2 separate regions of the Triticum aestivum genome follow, and region 2 is linked to region 1. A link is a contact called in public Hi-C data. All regions are on one chromosome and are shown on one strand. The core of a region is the stretch at or near the end of the contact, and the rest is flanking DNA. Distances in the headings are between cores, read along the strand shown. Region 1 holds the start of LOC123091397 (mRNA-capping enzyme). Region 2 holds the start of LOC123091399.

Region 1 (4,238 bases), core at 218-2,717:
AGGGCGGCGAGAAGTTGATGGATGAGATCGGGCTGACGACATGGAGAGGGAGTGAACAGATGTGGCTAGGGCTCGGAGACGTCGTCCGGATTAAATAGCCGGGCCCTGGCCCTCTGGCGGCGATTCGGAGCGGCGTCGGGACATTCACACCCCACCGGATGAGATGCCCGCTGGACGACTATTGGGTTTCCGAGTGTTTACTTGTGGGACCCGACTGTCAGCACGATACGACCGGTCGCGCTCGGGCCGCCTCATATACGCCCTACATTTGGGATGGATATGAGGGGTGCCGGTATGCCCTGACGTTTAAGGCTAGTTTGAGGCGTATGGATGATTAGATTTTTGACAGGTGAGTGGTCGGGTCGACCGTCCCGGCGTTTGAGACCCGATTTTAATAAGGCGGCCGGGTAGATGATGCAAGTGCTTGAGTTCAGCGTCAGGCTGCAAGTGGGGCTACACATGGGAGTCCCACCTTTACCCCACTTGCTCCCAATATATTTAATGGGAATAACTTGACCATCCCATCACATGGGAGAAAGTGGGATCCCACTTCGCACATGTATGTAGACGTAAACACTAATTTAGCATCCATTAGTAATCTGTTACTTACACTCTTACACTCTCATATGCACGTAGACCGGACCGGCGGCACTCTGGCGCGTGCTTGACCAAGCGGCTCGTTAGCCGCTTCGATGGTAGTTCAGGAGCGGTCGCCGGTGCGTGCATGAGACACAAGGAGATGCCATGAGGTGCAGGTGCAGTCATGCCCTGGTGCCTGCAGCCGTGGTGCTCTCCATTGTCAGGACCGTGCTCCTCCGCCACACCTCGGCCCTGCCTCGGGCGAGCATGGGAGCTTCGTCCCCCATGTCCTTCATCTTCGCGGAGCCGAGGAGGTGGTCAACTGTGGCGCTCGGAGGTGCGCGGCTGTGGCGAGGAGCTGGAGCCTGGGCCATGGGAAGCCGTAGCCAGGCAACTCGCGAGGCGCCGGTACAAGCAACTGAAGATGCTGGAGTCTGAAGCACCGGTACAAGCAACGGAAGATGCTGGAGTCCGAAGTATAACCTGTTGCATGCATACTTTGTTTCAGGTTCCTGTTAACTGAATACTCCTAGCTACACGAGACCCTGGGTAGCTTTTTTTTTTTTTTTTTTTTTTTTTGAGAATCTCACAAAGCTTTATTACTGAGCTAAAAGGGGCAAGGTGGGCTCCCAATGGGCTAAGTGGGATAATCCAATTATTATTTTTTCTATCCAGTGAGATTCCACTAAAAAAATTTAAGTGGGATGGACTACCAGTGGCTTGGCTGTACACCGCTCGTGAGCAGCAGCCCGCCGTGCGCCACACGGCTCTACCAGTGCAAAGCGCCCGGGTGGCAGCGCCCGGATGGCCGCGTGCACGCGAGCACGTGGTACGCCGAGCTCACGCTCATAAAGGTCACCCCCACTCCCCACCTCGGCCGCAACTCACTTCCGCGTTCCCCTTCCTCTCGACTCGGTTCGAACCGGTTTGGGGCCCTCTTCGCATGGCCGCTCCCAAACCCTAACCCGCAGATCCTTTGCCCTCCCCTAAACCCTTCCCCCAATCCCCCTTCTCCTCCGCCCCGCGGTGCTCTCCGGTGCGGGCACCGCCCTCCGCTGCTCTGCCCGGCGGGACGCTCGGCGTCTCGACCCCCGCCTCAGCCGTCGCGCGTGAGGTACGCTTTGCTCATTTCTCTCCTCTCCTGGGTCAGCGTGCGCTCGGCGCGGTGCGCCTCCATGCTTAGCTTGTGGTGCGGTGGTTAGCTCGCGGTGTGGTGCTGGTGCTGTTCCGTGTTCGTGGCGCGGGCAATTTGCTGATTCGGCCAGGCCTCCGGAGTCGCCAACCCTAGAGGCTGGCCGTGCACTCGCTGCCGCCTCGCACGGGGAGGGTGTGGGGCCTGGATGGTGGGTTCGGACTTCGGAACGGTGTGGTTTTGTTCTTGTGTTTTTCCATGCGTGTTCGCCACCTGTAGCCATGAACCCCAGTTAGCTTCCCAATTCGAGAACATTATATTGCCTGGAAGAAGCAATGGCGTCGAAAAACACTCGATTGTGGCAATCTTTTGGGTGTTTGATTTGATGTTTTTTTCGATTTGATGGATTGCGTGGTAGAAGATGTGAGAGAGGGGTCGGAGTAATTCGCAGATATGCACTCTTGCCGTTATACTGCTGCGAGTATCAGCATGCTCTGATTTGACTTGGTCACTTGGATCGTCTTCTTTTCTTGTCTATGCATATTGCTTGTTCGTGCATGCATTACAAGTCCCTTCTATACATATCCTGATGGATATTTTCTTAGTACTGTGGGTTTTCATATCCGAAAACATGGTATTGGATTCATTCTGCTTCTTAAATGTGTGATGCAATGCTAACCTGATAGTTATTTCGGTTTTTTCTGGCGGAAATGATTAATTCATCTTCACTCCTAACGACTAGTAGCCTTTAATAGTTTGTTTCCTCTATTTTCTGCGGAGACTCTGAGCTAATAAATAGTCAATGCCATTCATTCAATGGTACTCCTGTCTCTTTTTATTAGCCGTTATCCCCTTCTGCACGGTAATTAACGCCATATAAAAACCTACCAACCCCTTGCTCGCTGAACCAATGTGCCATCACTAATTTCCTTAATAATTGGGTGATCACATCCTCTGCCAATAACTGAATCGCTAGCCTCACTGCACGCCTCTTGCATGCGGTTTGTGGCCCTCTGGGATCTGGCCCTTCAGCATGCAGGCTCCTCTAGCGCTCCTATGATTAGCGATTGGAAATTAGAACATTAGCGGTAAGTCACTTGGTACGTCAGGGGTAAAAAGGAAAGAAAACACCCACACTGAGTACCAGAGGCAAATCCTGTCAAACAATATGGGAAAGATTAGAAATTTTTTCATGCCTTACAAAATGAGATGGTGGAGTTCTGGTTAGTATTTTTGACTGACTTTAAGATTGTCAGCATTTCTGAGCTCCGTAAATCAGAATTCTCTTATGAGAGAGGTTAGACTTAAGGGAGACATTTGGCCCATCAGCCAATGGGAAGAGGATAAGGGGAGGAGGGAGAGAGTACGAGAGATGGGCTTTGGCCCAGGCTGTCTAAGGGTAGGTGAGAGTGATGAATGGGCCATGAAATATTTGTCACCATTCAAATTTTAAGAAAAAAAACAAATGATATTCAAATTCGGAAAACATTAAGCATTCAAATAAGCAAGGGAAAATACCAAATGAACTAATAATCCAGAAAGAAGATCAACGTTTCATATTGTAATAATTGAATCCTATATTTATGTTACAACTAGGTTAATTGTTGTTGTGGCAGGAAAAATGTTTAATGCTCGAACGAGAACTATCTCCTTATCTTTTTTTCCTAAAAGAAGAATTTATGAACTATGTTTGTGGCTTTATGCATGTTCTAAGTGGTTTTGCGTTGTGACAAATATTTTATTATGTTCCATATCCTGCACTATCTATAGTCGTATTCCTGTATCTGGGGTTTCCGTTTTTGTTTATGCATCATGTTAATCTATAAACAGAAACATCACCTGTCTTACATGGGAGATATAATAGTAGCTTAAAATTTACTGGACCAGGCAGTCGTTATGGTAATAGCCATGTGATGCGTATTCGTATCTGTGATTTTTATAAGAAATTAAGAATGGAACCCTTCCGTAGGATTCATTGTGTTCCTAAGAATGCATTATCTGTGAATGAAGCTCTAGTAAACTGTTTCTTCTCCCTTAGTCTTTCAGCTTGCACGTAGTTCCGAACTACCCGTTTTATTTTCTTATTTTCTTATTTTAGCTTGCTGTGGCTGTCATATCTCAAAGTTGATTATCTTTCCACTAGTGATTTGAATGCCTTTTACTGTATCTATTCCTAATTAACTAATGACTTCCGAAAATCTGTATTGTGTTTGTTATTAGGTGCATGTCTCAACTCGATCTGAAGGATATATGTAGTGGATGTTGAATGACATTCTCTATGGATTTGAACGCATCACCATTGCCTGAAGAAGAGGATGAGCAGCCTTATGAAGAACCACCTGGTGAGGCTGATTATGCGCATGAGGAGGAACATGTTGAGTCTGCTGTTGCAACATTGCGAAGGGTATGTAGTACTCATTCTGGTTATAGTTTTCCATTTGCTGTGAATTGCTCATTGTGTAAGTTATATTGAAAGATAAACTATGTCTTATTAGACATGTGTGCTAGGTTAACATTGTTAGCTGAA
Region 2 (3,849 bases), core at 204-2,703, 500 kb before region 1:
TGGCTATCGTCGTTAATGATTCTCAATTGTAAAATTTCAGAACACAGATAAGTGTTGGCACTTGGCAGTGATGGCATGGATGCAATCATGCAGCAGAAGTATACTCACTGTTTAGCACGCTTGGTGTCCGCCTCCGATTGTGCATACTTTGGCAGCACACCCTCCTTCCTCTCTGCCCCAAGTTCATCAAGAGCTCTTTTGTCCATGGCATGTTCATGATCCCTCGACGCACTCAGTGGCCCGTGATGCCCACCCAGCTTCTCCCTCACCAGCACCGGCGGCCCTGGCCTGTAACCTGCCAAATTCGGCATGCCTTGTTCCCATGGCCGGCCCTGCGGCCTCCCGTATGAGCTTGGCTTGGCATAGTACTCCTGCACGCCACCCCATGGGGCAGCCTGCCCACCTCCCCCCATCTCCTCAAAACCATTGGCAAATGCGCCAGAGGCAGCGCTTCCGTCGAACAGAGCAAAAGAGTCGCTCGACGACCTGCGGTGTCCCGCGCGGCGCACGGGCGTCTCAGGCTCGTCGAGCAGGTCGTCAAGCCACGACGGCTGCTCCTCAATGATGCTCTCAGACGACGTGCGCTGGTGATGCCCATGGCCGTGGCCATGGCCAAAGCGGTGGTGCGTGGCGCCCTGTGGCCGGGCGATCGGGCCATGGTCTGCGTACGGGGACGGCGACGCTGCCGTCGGGAACGGGCTACGCGGCGGCAGCAGCGCCTGCTTCTGGAGTTTCGCGTTCGCCATCATCATCTGCTCGACCAAACTGCGCACAACAAAGAGCACATCTGTGAGATTTGAGCAAATTTAACACTAAACTAACACGAAATTGCATCGAATCGAGGCGGTCCAATTCACAGCTCTACCCACAGATCTCAGCAAACGACATGAAAAAACAATTTTGCTTGTGTTCTTCTACGGCAAATTCGCGTCAAAGATTCGAATTTGCTTCGACCGCAAGCATCCAATTGTGCCACGAAGTGGTCAAGATCCGAGGTCCACATAAAGGACCGAACTGGAGGATGTCAATTGGACGAAGAAAACGCAGCAGAAACAAACACGCATCGAAACAGCACGGCACAGATCGAGGCGGATCAAGAAGAGCAAGGCCGCACCAAGAATCGCAGAGAGAAACAACCAAAAAAAACAAAAATACTCACCAATTCGGCCGCGACTCTTCCGACCGCCCCACCCCAGATTTGCCGCAGCAAAACCCTCGCACTAATCCACAGTTATTCGTATTCGTTGGAGCTAATCTTCGGGGGATTAGAGCTTGCGGCGAGGAGGGGGGCGAGGGAGGGGGGGGAGGAAGAGTAGGAGACGAATGGAGAAATTGTATAGTACTGAGGGGAGAAAAAAACAATTAAATAGTGCCTCGCTAGTGTTTTAATATTGCGGCAGCGACAAGAAATTGGTTTGCATAAACTTTGATGAACGTCCGCCGTCGGATTGAGAGGCCCAACGGTGCCGAGAAATCTGGTGAGAATTATTGTCTTCTATGAGGGGAAGCAGGTGGCCGGTACTAGCGGCGAGAGATGTAAACGCTGTGGGTACCCAAGGTGTGCCTACGTCAATTTTTGCTTATTTATGTGACCCATTTTTTCTTTTTGCTTATTATCCATGTGACCCAAGTTTCACACCCTAGAAAATTTGTGCAAAGAAGCGCAAAATTTCGGAGAAACTCAGATAAGGCTTTACAATAGTTTTGATTTGTTCCGGTGCTTATAGTTGTCGTTGGACGGTCTACGGACCTGATTCCTGTTACTTTTGGTGTCCGTGCCGACGCAAATGAGACTCAAATTTGGGCCGGGAATGGGTCGACAGCGGACGAAAAGCGGACGCGCATCCATTTGGGCCGGCACGTTGGGCCCATTTTTCTGTCCGCGGCGATCCAAATGGACACGGACGGACGAAATGGGTCGGCGTGTTGGGGTTACTCTTTGGTTTGTTTTTCATGAATATATTGTGGTGTTGCATGTTTCCTTGAACCAAAGGGGTATTGCATTTGCTAGCAGGACACATTTGAACCATACACAACATACACGGGAGACATCAATCCAAGAGAAGAGCAAGAAAAGAGAAAGAAATGATGTGCATGAGCTAGCAGTGGAGCTGGTGCATGTGGCAGAAACGCGGCGTTGTTGTTTAAGTGCAGCCCATATTGGGTAGTGGGGGCAAACAGAAAACAGAAAAACAACTCATGCCACCAGCCGGACAGCTCAGGATCCAGCTGCGACCACAACACCATCTGCTGCTGTCGTGCTGTCTTTATTCCACCCTCCCGTTTTTCTCTCTCTACTACTTGCCCTCGTGGCTGCCTTTTTCTTTTCATTTTACACCTTGTGGCTTGCTGCGTTGATCCTTCGGTCCTTTCTCTCGTGTGATCACCCTCGTTGCCCAATTTGGGTGAAGGACAAAAAAGAAAAAGGCTCTTTTCCGCTAGCTACAAAAATTGTGTGGCTGTATAGTTATAATATAAATTGTTTTGATTAAATTGAGTCTTTTTCGAATGAAATTGAGTCAACTTCAATTGCGTACTATCTTTTTTTTTCTTTTTGGACACCACTATTGACTCGCCCACCCAACCTTGTCTTCATCGGTGCCATCGTCTCCGGCTCATTGTGCACAGTGATCGGCGCTGAATTAATTGCTCTATCTATCACTTCTCATGGGATCTAATAATCCTCCATCATCGCCATCTCACTCCAACGAGCTCCCTTCCAAGTTTTTTGAGGTCGCCACACCCATCATCGTCGGTTCTGCCTCACGATCCTCTAAAGTCCCCCCCCACCCCCCCCGGTGGCACACTACTTTGATGTCATCATCATTGTCGTCTCATCGTTGGCGCTTCTGCCTTGCAGTCGACCTGCAAATGTGGTTGACATCAAATGTGTGTTAAAGAAAATATCATTAGATGAATACGAACACATGAAAAAGGCACATATGTTTGTTTGGATGCAAGAAAAAGAACAACTGTTCTTATCTGTTTTTTCTTCTTCTTAATATTGCTTTAATTTCCTTCTTCCTTGGGACGCTAACGCATAGATCTTCATCCATGAGTTTAGATTTGTGGTTGCCAGGTTGGGGTAACTATCAAGGATGGCCAAGGGGGGACTATGGATATGTGAGATTGATATTTTCAGAAGCCTGGAGTACATTACTTAATGAAGTATATGTGGAACCACGTTGAAAATCATTGAATTTTAGGTTTGAATTATGCACTCCAAATAAATTTTGTGTTCAAACTATGTATTTCTTTTCAATTAATATTTATTGTGTGTTTAAATTTAGTATTATTTGTATTGGTACTGTATGAAATCATAGAGCATGTGTTTGCATAGATTTAAGGTTCGTAAATCGAGGTTGTGGTTGCATAGACGGTCATAAGGGGTGGCCGGCTCCTGTGGCGGACATTTAGGAGGTCATATTTGTCCAGTCCAGTTGAAGATGCCCCGACTAGTTTGAATTTTCTTTGGCTCTTCTTTGTGTTTGTGATCTAGCGGTTACTTCTTAGCAGAAGCCAAAGCTGTTTGATGTACCCTCGATAGTGCACTACTCTGCTAGTCCGCCGACCAGGTGGTCGTAAGAACCAGCAATCTGGATATGGATATGTCTCCAGTAATATGCGGATGATCAACCATCGTCAAGACATGTGAAATTCAGAAAAGAAAACATCGAAGAAGAAAATATGCTTTAAGTTTGGTGGAGGACACATGGGTCTAACCAGATGGAAAATAAGGGCATCTTCAAAGAGGTAATCGTCTGCAAATGTGTGGACCATGCTGCGCAGCTTGTCATCCAATGTTGTTGCATCGGTCCTTAGACTAGTCCGCTTGTCCATTTTCCCGCA

What was found. A called contact is a pair of places that touch in the nucleus more often than the background predicts.
Region 2: a Hi-C map of leaf shows a contact between it and region 1, with 4 times the contacts expected there. The contact joins the promoter of LOC123091399 here to the promoter of LOC123091397 in region 1. A contact is called at or near these places in 4 of 5 Hi-C or Micro-C datasets (leaf and an unstated tissue).

Annotation. Positions count from the first base shown.
Region 1 is chr4B:120,840,829-120,845,066 of IWGSC CS RefSeq v2.1, reverse strand. LOC123091397 (mRNA-capping enzyme) reads left to right here and starts at 1,467. Exons shown (of 18, transcript XM_044512896.1): 1 at 1,467-1,693; 2 at 3,932-4,115. The coding sequence starts at 3,978.
Region 2 is chr4B:121,342,597-121,346,445 of IWGSC CS RefSeq v2.1, reverse strand. LOC123091399 reads right to left here and starts at 1,453. Exons shown (of 5, transcript XM_044512898.1): 1 at 1,160-1,453; 2 at 109-765. The coding sequence starts at 752.